Linked DNA regions of Mus musculus: all the other regions are linked to region 1. Evidence: chromatin contacts called from public Hi-C and HiCAR-type data. All regions are on one chromosome and are shown on one strand. Each heading gives the region's core, a stretch centred on a gene start, on an enhancer-like site or on the middle of the called end of the contact. The rest is flanking DNA. Distances are from core to core; before and after follow the strand shown.

Evidence for each region. A called contact is a pair of places that touch in the nucleus more often than the background predicts. HiCAR-type assays count read pairs that join an accessible place to other places.
Region 2: a contact with region 1 is called in a Hi-C map of brain, with 5 times the contacts expected there. The contact joins the enhancer-like site here to the promoter of Chchd3 in region 1. A contact is called at or near these places in 1 of 39 promoter capture datasets (the 3T3-L1 cell line), 1 of 15 datasets of contacts at CTCF or cohesin (the NIH/3T3 cell line), 4 of 484 Hi-C or Micro-C datasets (brain, cerebral cortex and nephron progenitors), 2 of 115 datasets of contacts at active chromatin or transcription factors (the SCID.adh cell line and bone marrow-derived macrophages) and 3 of 9 other capture datasets (adipose tissue, liver and pancreatic islet).
Region 3: a Hi-C map of regulatory T cells shows a contact between it and region 1, with 2.4 times the contacts expected there. The contact joins the enhancer-like site here to the promoter of Chchd3 in region 1. A contact is called at or near these places in 4 of 39 promoter capture datasets (cranial neural crest, maxillary cranial neural crest, neutrophils and 1 more), 24 of 484 Hi-C or Micro-C datasets (CD4 T cells, CD8 T cells, LSK cells and 16 more), 3 of 115 datasets of contacts at active chromatin or transcription factors (the 230-238 cell line, bone marrow-derived dendritic cells and effector CD8 T cells) and 3 of 9 other capture datasets (adipose tissue, liver and pancreatic islet).
Region 4: a contact with region 1 is called in a HiCAR-type map of embryonic stem cells, with 3 times the contacts expected there. The contact joins the enhancer-like site here to the promoter of Chchd3 in region 1. A contact is called at or near these places in 3 of 39 promoter capture datasets (the C10 cell line, liver and stem cell-derived epiblast-like cells), 2 of 115 datasets of contacts at active chromatin or transcription factors (bone marrow-derived macrophages and embryonic stem cells) and 1 of 9 other capture datasets (pancreatic islet).

What each region holds. Positions count from the first base shown.
Region 1 is chr6:33,058,393-33,062,932 of GRCm38.p6, reverse strand. Chchd3 (coiled-coil-helix-coiled-coil-helix domain containing 3) reads left to right here and starts at 2,673. Exons shown (of 8, transcript NM_025336.2): 1 at 2,673-2,933. The coding sequence starts at 2,853.
Region 2 is chr6:32,928,493-32,933,045 of GRCm38.p6, reverse strand. All of the region lies in intron 4 of Chchd3 (coiled-coil-helix-coiled-coil-helix domain containing 3), which reads left to right. Among named protein-coding and RNA genes, the nearest start is that of Chchd3, 130 kb to the left of the region's middle. Within about 2 kb of position 1,470, at least 17 of the 459 cell types and tissues checked have an H3K27ac peak or open chromatin away from gene starts, as enhancers often do. A contact at or near this core is called in brain, where this site is marked.
Region 3 is chr6:33,258,702-33,263,272 of GRCm38.p6, reverse strand. All of the region lies in intron 1 of Exoc4 (exocyst complex component 4), which reads right to left. Among named protein-coding and RNA genes, the nearest start is that of Exoc4, 12 kb to the right of the region's middle. Within about 2 kb of position 1,997, at least 12 of the 459 cell types and tissues checked have an H3K27ac peak or open chromatin away from gene starts, as enhancers often do. A contact at or near this core is called in CD8 T cells, effector CD8 T cells and regulatory T cells, where this site is marked.
Region 4 is chr6:32,834,680-32,838,865 of GRCm38.p6, reverse strand. All of the region lies in intron 6 of Chchd3 (coiled-coil-helix-coiled-coil-helix domain containing 3), which reads left to right. Among named protein-coding and RNA genes, the nearest start is that of Gm32007, 180 kb to the right of the region's middle. Within about 2 kb of position 1,510, at least 26 of the 459 cell types and tissues checked have an H3K27ac peak or open chromatin away from gene starts, as enhancers often do. A contact at or near this core is called in embryonic stem cells, where this site is marked.

The sequences.
Region 1 (4,540 bases), core at 1,424-3,923:
TCGTAGCATATCCCAGCACTTTGTACCTTTTTATTATTCAATACTATTCCATTATCTGGAAATGCTGAGTCATGTTTATCCATTTATCAATAAGTGGACATTTGAGCTATTTGTGATGCTATTCCTGATGGACTGGATATCTTCATTTCATTTCTGGCTTGCTAGTTGTAGTGTATAGAGATACACAAGAAGTTTTTTGAACTTATATTCTGAAACCTTGCTGAACTTTAAAAAAAAATTACTGTTTTTTTAGTAGATTCTTTGAGATGTTTTTCTATTTATAAGATCATGTCATGTGTGATGGAGGCAGTTTTACTTCTTTCTTTCCATCTGGATGTTTTTATTTTGCTTACAGTCCCCGTGTTACCTCTCTCTAGTCTGCCGTGATGATTCCGAGTTCAAACTCATTATCCAGGCTGCTCTGCTTTTCCTCTTGTACTGTGAATTTCACAGTGAAACTTGAGGACTTGATGCCAAAAATAGAGAAAAGGGAGAGAGAATCTAAGAGGTTCAAGTTTGAGTTTTGTTTTTCATTTGAGCCAACCTATGTTTTTGGCTTGAGAATGCTGCCTTTGGAGTAGATGGCCATGAAGAAGCTATAGACAGAGCGAAGGGGAGACCATTGGTTCTCAAGAGTTTAGGAAGAGATGGTAGGGACGATGTACCTGGAACTGGCCTGGGGAGAACTGTATTGTCACTGTGGGTATCCCCCAACATCCCCATAAGATACATTAAATTTTTTTTTTTGGTTTTTCGAGACAGGGTTTCTCTGTGTAGCCCTGGCTGTCCTGGCACTCACTTTGTAGACCAGGCTGGCCTCGAACTCAGAAATTCGCCTGCCTCTGCCTCCCGAGTGCTGGGATTAAAGGCGTGCACCACCACGCCCGGCGATACATTAAATTTTTTAAAAAGAAGATCTACTTAGTGTTGCTTGAAACACACTAGGAGTTGGGAAGTATTCTGGGTCCTTTGCTGAGGAGAGCACCGGATGCTTTTGGTGCTCTGATGGAAGGCATCCATTGCCTTCTCAGCCTTGGTCTTCATCCTCATTAACAAGTGTTATTTGTATCTCCTCACTCTCCGTATGGAAGCCTCTAATTTTGTAAATATAGACCGAGCAACTGCTTTATGAAACACCCTTCAATACACGCCGTCTATGGGGTAGGAAGTGAGGTGATTGTGTTTATGGATGGGGAGGACCCGATGTAAGGAACGGCAATCCCTGTGTATCTGGGTTCTCAAGAGAAGCAAGCTCAACTGTGATGTAATGGGAGGACGCAGACAGGGGCAGGCAGTTTCAGAACTGCAGGAGAATATCATGTGATTTAGAGCACATGTGTTGAAAAGAACGACACAATGAGATGAAGGGCACTGCTGCTATATGCTGGGATATAGCAGCGGGAGGGACATAGTGTCTTGCGCTACAGATTCTGACATGCTGACAAATAACTGAAGCTCAAAAATATTTCTTCAACATTGTGGATCCCTTTGGCCTAGGAGGATGCCATGGTATGCTGTATTCTCTGTCTTTTAATGTTGAGAAGGGCAAATTGAAAAAGGTATTTTTGTTCAGCTAGTTCTGTCCCCTCCCCTCCCATCCCCCTTCTGCCCCACTCTTCTTCTTCCCTCTTGTTTTTTCTCCTCCTTCACATAGCTCAGGCCTGGGGCATTGCATAGACAACTGAGCTACATCAGTAGTCCCATCCATCTAATTTCTAAATGAAAGGGTATTTCTCTGGCTCCATAAATCTAAGATCATACTGTACTTTTAGCAACAGTGTTTGACAGCAAACAAACAAACAAACAAACAAAAAAGCAAAACAAAAAAACCCTAAAATCAACCAAATAACCAAATAACAACAAAACTGAAACTGTGTGTGTGGTTATCCTAACATTTTTAGACTTCTTGGAGGTAAAGTACCAAGCTAGAAACTTTCCAAAACAGATCATCTCTACTTTGTCTAACGCTGCTATAACTCCTCCATGAACGGACCATTTTCCTCTGTCTAATCATCCTGTGATCTAACTTATGTAAGTGAATAAGAGACACAAACACGAGAAGCAGTGTTCTGTCTGTATCTTTGTGTAAATAATTTTTCCTGTGCATTTTTGCATGTAGATTTGAAAGCCCTACATTAAAAGTTGCATTTCATACAGACTGACAAATACCAAAGTCATAAGATAGGAACATAGGCATATGTAGTCTCGGCCCCTTTAAAAGACTAAGTGGCAAAATGCTAAGTTTAGTTGTTACAGGTTTGTGAATTGGAATATACAAGTTGTTTGTTTAGGGGAGTGCATCTTCCATATCTAGCTTTGAGAGCCTGTATTTACCTAACTTACCTAAGGTTCTAGAGTCAACTGCAAAACAAGCTGGTTGGGTGAACCAACTTTTTTGAAAGTAGACCAGAAGGAGGCCTTCAGGGCTGTCAAGACTACAACTCCCAGAATGCTCGGTTCACTTTACAGTTTAGGGAGTGAGACCTGTCACAGCACCTATCGCTCCGGATCGAGACTACAATTCCCATTATTCTCAGAGGCTCCGGAAGCCCTATTAAGCACCACCTGTTGCCATAGCATCCGGGTCCAATCCAGCCAATCCTAGTGCACCTTCTGATAAGAGGCGGGCAGTTTGCTTCTCGGGCTAACCCGAAGCGGCCTACTTCTGGCACGTGACCGGAGGAGGCGGGCTTTTGGGACCGGCGCCTTCTCCTTGCTTCTTTTTTGGGGTCGTGGCCTTGCTCCTGCCCTGCAAGAGAAGCGTCCAGGGCTTTCACGCGCAAGTGTGCGCGTGGGTCCTGACGTGCTCGTAGGTCCACGCTCCAGACTCTGCGGGGACAGAAGCAGGAGCCATGGGCGGGACCGCTAGCACCCGCCGGGTCACCTTCGAGGCGGACGAGAACGAGAACATCACCGTGGTGAAGGGCATCCGGGTGAGTGCCGTGGGCGGGCGGAGGGCAGCCTTTGACCTCGGATCCCAACGCTGAAATGTGCCTGGGACAGCTGCACCTGCTTTCTCCGCTCTCGGCCCGCCCTGCTGTCCCGCTAGAAGTCTGGGTCTCTGGGAAGAAGCTCGTAGTTTCAAGACTCCGAACCTCCATTCAGAGAAAGTTCTTGGTTGTGTGCCAGGAGCCATGCACTGTGCCGGGGTGGTGGTGCCGGGTCACCACGGTCGTCCTTGCTCACTAGTTGCAGGACTTTATTAAAACTCTTGCTTCACTGTGCTGGTCCGTGTGCCTCCTGTACAGGACCCAAGCCCTTCTTTTCCACGCACAGTTCTTTCTCAGAGTGAATTGGTGTTTTAAGGATTACTCTTCTTTGCCTCTGTTATTCCCTGCCCCTCTTCTGGTATTACCATTCAAGTCATTCCTGACCCTGCTGCTAATTTCTGGCTTCTGGCTCTTTCCCTTCCACCTGATAATTTCGTTTTCCCAGGCGCCTCCCCTGTGGTTTGTTGGCCCAAGTTATGAACCTGACCCAGTTGGACTATACAGGCCTATAACTGCCAGCCTGCTAGGGGCGGAGGTCGGTTTGCAGGCCTTCAAGGTTGTAGAACTGAGACAACTTCTAAGGGATCGTTATAGAGACTTATTAAATGCCCTCTGCATGTACTTGATACATGAACTGAAAACTTGAATTTCCTCTAGGGCGTTAGTATACACACTAACAACTTTAATATTCTCCTTTGCCTCGACTTTGGAGCTTCATGCTTTGGGAAGTACACTTACTTGTATCTAGTAAATAGAGCACTATGACTTCAGAAGGTTTTAGAGTACTTTATATTTTCTGTCTACTGCTTTTACACAACTACTCTTAATTAACTATGTAAGAGTTACAAGGAAATAAAAACTTAAAAACATTTCAACTGCTTGAAAACTTTTTCCTTTGAAATTTGTTACTTTGAAAAGAACTTATTAAAGTTTTATTGATTAGAAACCCCAGACTGTTGAACTGAGTTTTTGAGTCTGTGACCAGCAATTCTCACTCTACTAGTGATAGAGCCCTTTGCCTGCTGTGGTTTAGTTGGTAGTTTTTGTAGTAAGATAAGAATTACTGCATACTTGAGTTTTGTACAGAGGTGGAGGGAAAAAAAAAAACCAAAAAAGAAAGGAAAAGAAAGTCGATAAAAGGCTTAGAATGTTGAAAACTTAAAAAAAAAAAAAAAAAAAGGAAAGTAAATTTCAGATGAAAAAACTGTTTAGAACAATGCATTAAGTCTTTCTCCTCATGTTTCATCACAGACAGGCCAGTGACACAAACTGTATGAGTTTGGGCACAGCATAGAGATTTAGATACAATATCAGATAGGGTAGAGTGATAGGCAGGGCAACAGGGATATGTATTCCATTCAAGTGATAAGATTGTTTTAAAGAGCTTCTGTAAACTTTAAAAACAAAACAAAACAAGAAAAACCCAACTATGTCTTTCAGCCATACAACTTGACATAAATTTCCTTTTTCAGATACATTTTATTTCTGTTGTTACAGTCCTGGCCCAGGCAGGCTTATTTTGATTTGTACGCAGCTCTTCTTCAAACACC
Region 2 (4,553 bases), core at 221-2,720, 130 kb after region 1:
TTTCTTTTCCTTCTTTTTTCTTTTTCTCTTTCTTTATCTTTCCCTTTCTTTTTCTTTTTTCTTTTTCTTTCTTTTTCCTTTTTTTCTCTTTCTTCTTCTTTCTCTTTTCCTTCCTTCCTTCCTTCCTTCCTTCCTTCCTTCCTTCCTTCCTTCCTTCCTTTCCTCTCCTCCTTTCCCTCCCTCCCTCCCTCCCTCCCTCCCTCCCTCCCTCCCTCCCTCCCTCTCTCTCTCTCTCCCTTTCTTTCTTTCTTTCTTTCTTTCTTTCTTTCTTTCTTTCTTTCTTTCTTTCTTTCTTTCTTTCTTTCTTTCTTTCAGTGTAGACCTTTGGGGCCTGCTTTCCTGGCCACCTCCCTCACCTTTGCTGTCGCCCCATGAGTAATGACCTTCTCTGATATAAATGGCACAGGCATGGGGTTTTATGCATCCTTTGGACCCAGTTGTGGATGAGGGCTCTTAAAGGAAATCTTTGTCTTTAGGTGTCACTCACAGCCAGTGAGATCAGCATCTCTGCAAGCTTGTTCCGTCCTAAGCTGTAGCGTTTTCTACAGCTTCACTGGCTGTTCCTTCAAGCAGCTGAGATTGGGATCCTGTGTTCTCTTCAAATCTGAGCATACCCTGTAGACATTGTAGGGGATTCTCATGCTCAAGTCTGTGAGACACCATGATTGCATTTGAAAATCCACACTTCTTGTTCGTGTGTGCGTGGCACAGCGGGTACACTGTGAGAAACTTCTGATAACACTGGGGCAGGACTGACTGCCGCCGAAGAGTTACTAGAGTTAAGTCAGAGTTCTCCTTCCTGAGATAGGGTCAGCTACCAGGAGAGTTTGTTGCCATAGAGGTAGCTCAGTTGGTAACTGAGTATAGTATCATTCTTTTTATGTTTGAAAATTTACAGCTTAAGTTTTTTAGATATATTTGCTTATTACTTTTATATAACTTAGACCAGAGTCTTTTGTAGGACTGGTCAGAGCTAGGTTTTGAATGTGCATCAGAAAGGGATCCCTCCAGTCCAGAACTTCTTTATTACCCTTGCTTTGGCCTTTCAGCTAGCACACTGCTGTAGGGATCAGCCAGAGCCCTCAAAGGTGGCTGAGCTAAATGGAGTTAAGGGGAGGTATTCAGCAGATAGCAATAGTGGTTATAGATGAAGGGACTATAGCGCAAAGGAAGCTGTTTAAGGCCTTGGAGTTTATGAAGTCTGATAAGCCAGGACTATGAGTCATGATCTGGAAGAAGAGCTCAGGTGGGAAGAATTGAAAGGAGGTACCCAAAATTTTGTAGGATGTGGAAATGAGAAAACTTAGCAGAAGGCTTATGTGCAAATAATGAGGCTGGTTTGAAATACGGGGCTTGTGGCCCTTTGATATGTGTCTGCCTTTGACGTTAAGGCCCTGTGTGAGCTGGCTTAGCTTGTGAATCCTGACCGAAAAGAACAGTCAGAGGCTGTAGCCGCAGAGCTGCTGTGTAATAGCGACAGCTCCTGGAGTTACTCAGGCCAGTGAGCAGAGCCGTCCAGGGCGGGGATGGCCGCCTCTCTTTGGCTTTGTCTTAGTGACTGCTTGTCTTTGACAGGGAACAATAAAATGGGCTGTTTGATTGCGGACTGACTGGCTTCTTTTCCGTGTCCCTCCCGCAATCCTCCTTTTTCATGTTGCATTATCCAAGGTGCTCTTCTCCTCTCCTTTCTGACCCTGAGTTCCATGTTCACAGCCCCTCTCACCCAGGCTGTGCTCTAATTGGCCAAGCTGTAACCTGGTAGCAGCACTTCTGTATTGCCTTTTCCTAATTGGTGTCAGGGGCTGCTAGCAGAGCACAGCCATGTTGGATTGATTGATAGACTTGCTTGCTGTCATTGCCAGGCTTCTGCTTGACCAAAAATTCTGTGTATAGCTTTTGAAAGTAAAAATTAATATGTTAAACCTATCCCATAGTGTACTTAGTGCATCTGAAATAAAATCAGCTATTAACCATTAAGGAGTACTTTTGATGTTACCTGACTTCCCCTGGGCTTGCAGCTGGCAACTCCAAATTTTGTTCTATTTCTAATTCACAGCTGGTTGTTTTCTTGCTTTGCTGATGCAGAGTAAAGCTGCATTATGTTTCACACTGCCTGCTGCACAGTGGGTTTCTTCTTTTCAGAAGTAACACAAGCATAGTGTTTGGGGTGTGTGTAGGGTAGGGGAATATAGAAGCATTGAAAATACTCCTTCAGAACTTGAAATTTCCAAGCTCATGCCACTCGTGTAGACACCATTAGGGTAAAGGTGACTCCTAAGAAGAAATGATAGAGCTCCTCGTTCAGAAGCTGTTTCATGTCATTGGCATTTATTTTGAAGGTATAACAGCATTTAGGCATATGAGTGTAATTTATGATTAGTTTACACAAATTACTCACTGCCTGGAAGCTACAGAAGGCTACAAAAGAGTACATTTTAAAATCTCATTTTAATACTTTGATTAGCACTGTGGATAGCCAGTAAAATGAAACAGCACAGTGACCTTACAGCAACTAGATATTACCAATGACTAAACCTATTTGGTACCTTTGTCTTTCTGAGTTTATGCAGCAAAGTCCTTAGTTATTTATAAAGCCACGTTTCTGTTACAGCAAGATAAGCTGATCAATCTTTACCAATAACCATCTTGCAAAGTATTCTCATAAAAGTACTATCTTGTTTGTGTTTGTATTGTGGGAACTTTTAAAAGAATTTTCATTTGGTGCTTTGAAAAGTCCAAAGTCAGTTATTATTTTTACATTTTATTGATGAGGGGGACTGGAATCTAAAAGTTTTAATCTTTGAAAATCATGGCTGCCACATATGTGACCTAGTTATGTCTTGAACAAGTCCTTGGGACTCTATGTCTAGATTATGGTAGTGACTCACTGTCTTAGGGTTTCTATTCCTGCACAAACATCATGACCAAGAAGCAAGTTGGGGAGGAAAGAGTTTATTCAGCTTACACTTTCCACATTGCTTTTGATCACCAAAGGAAGTCAGGACTGGGACTCAAGCAGGTCAGGAAGCAGGAGCTAATGCAGAGGCCATGGAGGGATGTTCTTTACTGGCTTGCTTGCTCTGGCTTGCTCAGCCTGCTCTCTTATAGAACCCAAGACTGCCAGCCCAGAGATGGCACCACCCACAAGGGGCCTCTTGATCACTAATTGAGAAAATGCCTTACAGTTGTATCTCATGGAGGCATTTCCTCAACTGAAGCTCCTTTCTCTGTGATAACTCCAGCTGTGTCAAGTTGACACAAAACTAGCCAGTACACTCACCAAGATGATTTTATCACAATGTTTTACGTCTCAAGTGGCCTTCCATGGGCTCATGTTTGACTGTTCAGTCAAATTTGGTGCAGTTTTGAAGGTCATGGTGCTTTTAGGCTGCTGGGTCTGCCTGATAGAAGTAGGATTTGCATTCCATTCCCTCTTCCTCACTCTCTGTTTTCTGCCCCATTGCTATGGTAATACTCACCTAATTCCTGCTGCCACACAGAACCGCTCTACCCTATCTGCCATTCCACAGTAGACCAGACAGCTCTGAAGCTGTGGGCTAAAAGTCAATCCTTACTTGGTCACAGCGGCAGGGAAGTGCCTGGTATACCTGCCCTGTGCAGTAGGCAGCATGTTCTTGCTTTTGACCAGACTGGTACTACAGGCCTCCTGGGTTTTATATTGTGTTCAGAAGATTGATGTAGGTGCAGGTCAAAAACATTGAAGTGCTAAGGGCTGAATGAGTAATTCATGCTATAGATTTAGGCTTGGCAGGCTTGAACTAGGAGAGAATCTGGCTTAGTATCTTAAACAAGGTCTGATCTGGCATTTTAAAAAGAGGAGAATGTCAGGATTTGAAACATGTTTGACATTTTGACAGAGAAAGCTGGAATTAAAGGTGTGGAAAGTGGAGAATATGGGCTTTCTCTCAGGTCGAGGAGTAACAAGATTTAGTTGGATGTAAGGTGTAGGGTATAAAGGATGGTTTCTCACATCTGATAGGTTAAGAAAGTAGAGAGTGGGCAAGCTCACTCTGGTGGAAGTGATGGTTAAATTGCAGGTGAGAAGAAAGGAAAATCTATTAGAAAAGTAACAGAGCCGTTGAAACAAGGAGCCACCCTGATCTGAAGGCCTCATCATAATTCATACAGATTCCACACCCCAATGTTGCTGAGCTCCTATTTATGGAGGTCAGAGAGGAGGAGGGAGCTACATCCTAGTGTGATAGCTCTCCAGCTTTGGAGACCTTTCAGTTTAAGATTTCTGTCACTTCTGGTTTGTTATCAGAAAACAAACAAGCATTTCCAAGAGTAGGTAAGGATCCAAGTAGCTGCTAACTCTTTCTCTTGCCTGCCTCTTTTATCAAGTAAGCTCAACAACAGACTGGGGGCATGGTGGCTGGCTACCAATTGAGAAATAATGTTCCTCCTTAGTGGCTGTTGGAAATGTAGCTTAAGCGGAGGCAGGAGCCCTCCTAGCTTTTACCAGGTGGGGAAGCTCTCTGTGCTCACCTGCATATTCTTTCACTGTCCATTGGCTCTGCTGCAGCCCTCGG
Region 3 (4,571 bases), core at 748-3,247, 200 kb before region 1:
GGAGGGGTATTTATCTTTGTTTGTGTTTGTTGGTTGGTTGGTTTTGAGGAAGTTGTTTGTGGTTTTCATTTTCTAAGACAGTGGCTTGCTATGGAGCTCAGGCTGGCCTACCAATCACTGTACAGACCAAGCTGACCACTACTATCCTCCTGCCTCTACCTCCCAAGTGTTGGCGTTACAGACAAGCACCACCACACTGGGCACTACAATGCAGTTTTAGTTTAAAAAAAAAAATCTTCGTTCTGGTGGACAGTCCATGCTGATGAGCAAGATTTCACATCTCTACTTATAAAATGTTAATACTAAGCCCAGAAATGTATAGATGCCCCATGTCCAGCACATGGGGAAGAAAGTAAACAGAACACAAACAGAAGCAATGCAATGGCCACTTGGTGAGCACGTCTGTGATTATCCCTAAGACAGTACGATGAGCTGGACAGAATCTGACCCTTTTTCTGAGACACATCGCAGAGCTCAGAGAAGGGAATAAGGTGCACATAGCACACACGCATGCAGCCTGCCCTCCGTCTACCATACATGTGAGCTGCTGTAGTCCCTGCCTCACCTCCTGAGCCGAGAACTTCACTCTAAGTGTATGACAGCTCGCCTGTAAGAAAGCAGGGATTAGCTAAAGAAGAAAAGATGCACATGGGCCCTACTACAGTTTTTTCTCTCTGTTTTTTGTTGTTGTTGTTGTTGTTGTTGTTGTTGTTGTTGTTGTTCTTATTCTTGTTTTCCTTTTTAAGAAACACTGTTGGACCTGACAAAATGGTTAAGAAGAACAACAAAAAGACAGAAGCAAGGAACATGATATAAAGTTGACACTCCAAGATGCATTCAAATTACACAGCCACTCTTTAGCTTTTGCTCTGCCCTATTTCATGTAAACTGTGATTACAATTTACAAAGTGCTGCTGAGTGAACACTGGAACAGGAAACGCTAAACTAGACTGCAACGAAGCTGGATGCAGAGACATTTCTGGATCACTAGCAATTTTTCACGACGACACCTCTGGTATTTTACATGATGAATTATATCTCTAACCATGACTAATTAATCCCCAGGAAGGAATGTGTTCACCTAACAGGCTAAAGGGTCCACCAAATGCTTCTAGCAGGAACAAGGATGGGAGATGGTTCCAGCAGACTCACAAGCCACCAGCTCCCAGTGACTCCCAGACAAAAATTAAAACATGGCATAAAGATCTGGAGACTAAAAGTGGAATTGGTCAGTTTCTTTTCACGTCTTTCTTTTTTCCCTTTTAGAACACCAGCTTCATTCAGTCTTTCAGTTAGCCAGTTAAATGTTGTGACAGGAAAACACACACTCACCATCAGCCATTCCTTCTTGGAGCAATTTTGCTCTCTTTGGATTTAATAGAGTAATGGAGTCCAGACAGAAGCAAGCACATGAAAGTCAATGCCATGTTTTAAAAGATCAAAGGGAACACACACAGAAGGGAAAGTGCACCTATGAAGATCAGGTTACTCACCAGGACAACCCGTCACTTACCAGAGCAAGGACTTCCAGCCAGAGACAGAGAAAAAGAAATCAGCCAAACCCAGACCACCGCCAGGAATACAGCAAACATGTCCCACCTTTTGGGGCCCTCAGCACACATCACACCGAGGCATCTGAGGTTTGCAGAAGGAGCAGTAGACAGCACTTGCCTAGCATGTGCAAGGGTCCTGGGTTCAGTACACAACACTGCATTTTTAAAAAGCCACTTTTTCTTTCCCCATTCCATTTACCTGTGCAAAATTTGAACATATTTAGCTAAGTACAGTGACACAAAACTTTAATCCCAACAGAGGAATTAAAGGCAAAGGCGTGTGGCTCTTTGTGTGGGAGTTCAACAGCAGACTAGACTACAGAGAGAGACTTGTCAAAAAAAAAGAAGAAAAAAGAGGAACATAAAGTTTGTAAACTGGGCTAGGTATGGTAATCTCATCACTTAAGAAGGTAGAGGCAGGAAGATCAAGAGTTGAAGCCAGCCTTTGCTACAAAGTGAATCTGTGGTCAACCTAGGCTATATGAAACTGTCTCAAAAACAAAACAAGTCAAAATCAAACAGTTGTTCTTAAAAGTAAAACCACAGACTCAAATAGGGCTTTGCAGTGGGGCAAGGAAGCATCACCCTATAATCCCAGACACTTAGAGGATAAAACAAGAAGATCATGATTTTGGGGTCAGCCTGGGCTACACAGTGATGCTCTGGCTTAGGAAAAGAAATTCTTAGCAAACAGTGACAAATAGAATTCTGAAACCCTGGTGAGTTCCTCAACCTCTCCTTGGATGTTTTTCCTCATAAAACAGGCAAGAGAACAGAACTCCTGCCTCTCCAGGATGTTTTAAGGACTGAAGAAGCGTGGAGAGAAAGGTGGGGTGCTTACTCACATTACAGAAGCAAAAGAAATCAGCTGTGACTCCTGACACTGTCAGCCCGAAGCCCCTCAAACCTCCCCATCCCAGTTCCTGGGAGTCTGTTATGAACTCGGAGCAGATCTTTTCTCTGTATTCTCACAGTGCCTGGCACATTAAATGTTTAGTAAAAGCTACATAATGAGCAACAGCAAGATGCAGAGTGTAAAAGGTCAGGCAGGACAGCTCCCTGACTGAGACAACTGCCGTGGAATGGCCTCGCTGGAAGCCATACATGCTGATAAATCCCTGGGAAGGAAAGCAACAGTTACAGGTATGGTGGCCCCATCAATTCACTGATCCTTTCAACAGGGTTTACTAAGCAGGTCACCTACCAGGCAGACTAAATGGCTAGACATACAGCAGTAACTAACCAGCCCTCCCTCAGGAAGCTAACATGTCAGCTTGGAGATGCAAGCCATAGAGTGGGTGGGTAAGCAAGTGCGTCGGGCAGAAGCTGTAGTACAGCAGAGATAAAAATGCCCCCCACAGAGAAACCCTGTCTCAAAAAAAAAAAATGCCCCCCACACTGGCACCAGCAAGGGCACAAAAAGGTACTTCGTGAATAGAACATCCTCTGTGGGAAAGCTGTTCTAGGGAGGGAAGGTGCCAGGCCATGAAGGAGAACAAATTCTAACTGCCATGGGGAGGAACCGACATGCGATCATAGTGGGTACCAACTGCCAGTGTGGAAGTGACAGGAGACGAGATCAGGAATCAGACCAGACACAGCTCTGTCAGCCTCGCTCTGGGTGGTCACTGAAGCCACTACCTCAGGGTGGTGATAACTTATCAGCCAGTAACCACATTTATAATAGTTTCATTGTAGGTTTTTGTTGGTGGTGGTGTTGTTTGTTTGTTTTTTGTTTTTGTTTTTGTTTTTTCTTTGGTTTTTCAAGACAGGGTTTCTCTGTGTAGCCCTGGCTGTCCTGGAACTCACTCTGTAGACCAGGCTGGCCTCGAACTCAAAAATCCACCTGCCTCTGCCTCCCAAGTGCTGAGATTAAAGGCGTGCGAAACCACGCCCAGCTTCATTTTAATTATATCTCATCTCTTTCAAAACAAAAAGAATCAAAGATGTTCTAAGACTATAGTAAAATATACAGCTCATCATTATATAAATGTAAAATACGAGTAGGTCACACGGCCACACAGAGTTCATAGTAAATGAGTTCCTAATCTAAATTTGAGCTTCCAAGCAGCCAAGGCAAAAAGTTCTAATTCTCACTTTCTAAAGACTCATTATGCAAGCTCATTTTTCATTTTACAATATAATAAACACAGCCTCAACAGTCTCCTTAAAATAAGGTAACAGATTTTATATTAATATCTCTTCAGGAGCACAATTAAAAACTAAATTCAGGCTTCCATATTCTGAAAGGCAATGGATATAATCCGAGTATACAGCTTTCTGATGACTTATCTTTTCCATTCTAATCTAGGGATAAAATTTAAAAAACATATAGAACTAAGTAAGTCAGGCCATGTTCTCTTAGTTTTCTCCTCTCAGCAAATCTTTTGACAGCTCCAGCCACTGGCTAGCAGGTCTCTGCAGAGCACACAGCACGCATGTCGGTATTAAGTGTTAATGTAATACTCCAACATTACAAGTCAGCGTGACAGGCCGTGCTGACTGCAGCGGCAATCACTCCTGCCTGAGCTTCCAGGTTACCTGTCTGCAGGTGACAGACTCTTATTCTGGAAGCTTTGAGCATTTGAACAAGGTGAGAAAGGGGCCTAGCTTAGTTATAAACTGATCTGTGTGCCCCACAAAAAGGCTTGTTTTTTCTTTTTATGATAACATCTTAGTACTCTACTTGACTGTGTTTAGAGACAGAAAAGAGAGGCGGTGATAAAGTCCAGCAAGTCAGGGAAACCTCACGGCTAGGAATGCTGTTCTCATGAGAAAAGCAAGAGACAGGAAGGAATCCTGTGCACACAACCAGAAGAAAGGCTCTCAGGGGGACAGAGCAAGGAGATGGCCATTTATATGCCAAGAAGAGAGATTTCACCAACAACCAAATCTGATGGTGCTTTGACCTTGGTCGTACAGCATCCAAAACAGTGAGGAAATACATTTCTATTGTTTAGCCATCCAGTCATAGGTGTTCTGTGAGAGCTGCTGGAGCAGAAAGCTACACTGCCTCAG
Region 4 (4,186 bases), core at 261-2,760, 220 kb after region 1:
ATGACTTTGAATCTTTAGATTACTACGGAAAGTAAGATGGCCATTTTCATATTTACCCTACCAATCCATGTGCTTGGGATGTCTTTCCCTTTGCTGGTGTCTTCACAGCAAAGGGAAAGTTTTTTTCTACAGAGGTTTAGTTCCTGTTGTATAGGCTGTTCAATTCTTTGATCAGGTGTATTCAAAGGCATACCTAGGCTGGCTTGTTTCTTTGGGCTATTGTGAGTAGAATTGGCACTTTTATCTCTGTCCTGTCTTTGGTGTCTAGGAGGGCTACTGATTTGGGTGTGTTGATTTTTGTCACCTGCCAGTGTCTATCAATTCTAGAAGTTTCTTGATGGAGTCTTTGGGTGTCTTGTCACCTTCAAATAGGGACACTGACTTCTTCCTCTTAAGGGGGACTTGAAACCAGTCATTGTAAATAAAACATTCTTACTGTGAGCAGCACCAATACATTTTCATATAATGATCCAGGCAGCAGTTTTCCTTACTGAGGCCTGGCAGAATGCTTGAAAACTTGTAAAAGCTTGCATCTTGGCCCTTCTCTACATGTTGACAGAAAAGCACACATGCTTCCATGTTACAGGGCCGCCAAGCATCCCCACCATCCTCCACTTGCTCACATGGCTGCCTTGAGTTACTTTGTGTGTGTTCTTTTTCATTGGCCTGCAGTTAGACTCTCATTCTGTGTGAGTGTGTATCCCAGCACTGGTAATCAGCTGTGTCCCCTGGAAACTGATAGATGTGCTCATTAAGGCGAGATTTTGCTCTTGGCTCTGATTCACAAGTCACCTCAGCTAGTGTTTCTGGATGAAGCTGGCAAAGAATTCTGTGTGGTGATATATCTGGCTTTATTCTCTTTTAAGCACTGAAACTCCTTTTTTGCTGTGTTCACTGTGCTTTGTGGGGATCTTACAATCACAAAGAAGTCAGCTATTTGCTAATTACAGTATTTACACCAGAAAGGCTGGGGGCTGCTGTTGTGTTGGAATTTTTTTCCCTCATTTTGTTCTCTTGTGCTTCTGTAACTACACAAATGCTTATTTGTGAGGCAGATCTTGGCATCATGACTCTGAAGACCACCAGCCTGCTACCAGCATAGATCTGAGCAAAGCTGCTGGGTGAGAGAGGCACTCAGCAAGGTTCATGACTGGGAGTTTGAAGTTAGCCTACACCTGTTCTCTGCTTTCAGGATGAAAAATGAATTGCCAATTACTGTCGACATGTTCAGACACAACACTTCATATGGCAGAAGCCTGCTCAGCCTGCTATCTGCTGAGCCCCCAGCTAGAAACCCATCAGGTCTGGGAAGGGGGTGTGTTGGCAAGGAGAAGACGAAAAGGGATCGCTTTCTGATCCCATCCCGTGTCCCTTGTTTGTGCAGGCTATGGGCTAGAGGGCAGTGCCTCTCACCTTTGTTTCCCCAGCAGAGCTCTTGAGCAAGATGAAGTGGTCAAAGTGGGTGCCAGCATGTGGGCGGTGCAGTCTCCTTCCACTGCAAGCTGCACGCCCAGATGCTGCTGTTTTCTGCAGTGGCCCTTGCTGATTCACATTCATAACACCTCCATTCCAGCTCATTTGGTGCTGCTGTCATTCACAGCTCTTCTCTTTGTGGGGCGGGTGTTTCTACAACACAAAAGATGCTAAAGTGAAGGAGAATTTGAGTAGTGAGTCTTCAGTCTCTATCCTTCAGCAGTCCTGGTTAGTTGATAAAAAGCAGAAACCAAATATTCTGTTGCTACTTAGGTGAAGGTTTGAATTTGATGGTGGGGATTGCCACTTTGTGTTATTTTTGAAGCTATAAGTCTGATATACTGGATTTTTGCCAGAAGACCAATTTCATCTGTGGTGTATCTTGGGTGTTCTTGTCTGTTAGTAAATTCTGACACCTGACCCCATTGGCTCGCCCTCCCCTAGTAAAGAGCTCTATAATGTAGATCTCTTGTTTAAAGGTATTCATAAGGCAGCTTTTCTTGGGGGAAAGAATCCCACCAAGAGTCCCTTTGAGGTGCTAATTTATTTGCACTGGAAAGTTAAGTTCCAGTTTCCAACCCCCAGAGGTCTTAGATATTTGCTCAAGAACAATTTTGATTACTGTACCTCATTGCATGCCAAATGGTTTTATATATTAGAATATAAGAAGTGGCCTAAAAGTTTTAATATAAGCATGAAGCTGCTAGCAAAACACTAAAGGGGACGGGCTATCTGTGGAAGTGGCTGGCATAGACTGTTTCTTTTAACTTTGACATGTTCTGAAGCAAACAGGGAAAACTGCTTTCCATAAGGAACTCAAATGCTAGAAACAGTGGAGATCAAATGGCACAAGAGGGTATAAAGGAACACTGGCCTTAGACTTTGAAGGGGTTAAATTCTTACTTTCAAAGACAGAGTTGATAGGATATGTAAGTGCAACCAAAATTTCTACCTACTGGGGAGTGTTTTTATCTGTCACCTATTCTTGGCACCCCATGATTCACTGCATAAAAATCATGTAGTTTTGATTGCTTGTTGTTGCTAGAATTTTCTGTCACATGTGTTGGGCATATATGTATTGTATTTGTTATCATTCCAATCACCAACCCGCTTAATCCAAACCTTTACCCCAATATGCCATACATCTACAGCCATAGCCACAACCACAAAACCCACCAGAATCAGCATTTCTCTCTGTCTTGCACAGGATCATATGACTATGTTGCCACTCTTAATGCTGGAGCTTTGGTCCAATTAGTTTATTTAAAAGAGAACTTTTCTCAACTGAACATACAGATACAATTCTATTAATATAAAGTCATTGTAATTTATTACATCATTATAACTATTCCTATATTAATATCCAATCATAAAATCATATATTGTATCATATTTTCTAAGTTTAAGGTCTTGTGTGAATGAAAGAGGATATAGTTTGATTCAAAGTGTGGGAAATAATTTAACAAAGACTTGGTTCATGAGATGCTGTCTGGCAACATTGGACCTTTGGAAAAGAAGGGGCCTGTTGAAATGGAGTATATTAGCCTGTTTATGTGCCCAACTACCATCTTTCTGAATGATACCCTAAGAATTCATTAACCAAATTCTACATGCCACAAGGAAAATATGTTGGGAGCAAATTCATAGTACATATTCAGATCTGATTTTTCTGGACAACCAGTCTTTTATTTATTGTATAACTTTGAATACAACCAAATGTATTAAATGAGCTGACATTGTAGAATAATTTGTTATTTCCGTATGAAAAATACTAGATTTTTCTTTAAAAAAAAAAAAAAAGAAAACTTTTTAAATTGAGTACACTGTAAGAGGGAGCAGATGGGGCAGGTGGATTGCCTCCTGCAGGGTTAGTCAGTGTTCCATAGAGAGCAGGGGACTTTGGGGGTGAGAGGTATTCCTACATTCAGATGATGAAGTTTCTTTTTGTTTGGCTCTCTGGTATATAATTTGTACCTAGGAAAGAAGCAGTTAGCCCTGGTGTGCAGCTAGGATCATGGGGTGGGTGTTCGGCCGTTTGCAGTTTGATGCTGTTCCAGACTATTCTTATCTCCATCATGATTTTAAGGGCATTCTGGGGATTTGTATGGAAGCAGACTAACCAAAAATACGTCTCAGTAGCCTTCAAGATGGTGGGTAAACACAGTTGCTGCCAAGCCCCAGAACCTGAGCTAGATCCCCAGGTTCCACATAGTGGATGAAGAGCAAGGACTCATTCCTTGCAAGCTGTCCTCTGACCACCACTCGAGCACCATGGCACTGTAGATGAGTATACATAAGCCATGAGTTCACACCAGTAGACAACTGAAGGCTACAGAGACAGCTCAGATGTTGATAGCATCTGTTGCTCTTGCAGAACTCAGGCTGTTCCCAGTACCCATAGTGGATTATAACCATTAATAACTTTAGTACCAAGGCACACACTTGCAGGCAAACAGAACTCACAGCCCAATCTGAAAAGACAGTTCAAACTCATCACTTGCACAGAGTGAGCAGAGACTAGGTCCATCCTGGAAAACTGGTTGACCTAATTTGAGAGGGGAGGGGAGTGAAGAAAAGAAGATAAGGGTAATGCTGGTATTTATAAGGTATTTTCTCTTCTCATTAAATTTTTGATTTTCTTCCTGGAACCCTAGTCCAGAAGTGAAAAGGGTTAAATTAGTCATTACTCTTTTTGGTTATAAGGTAGTGAAGT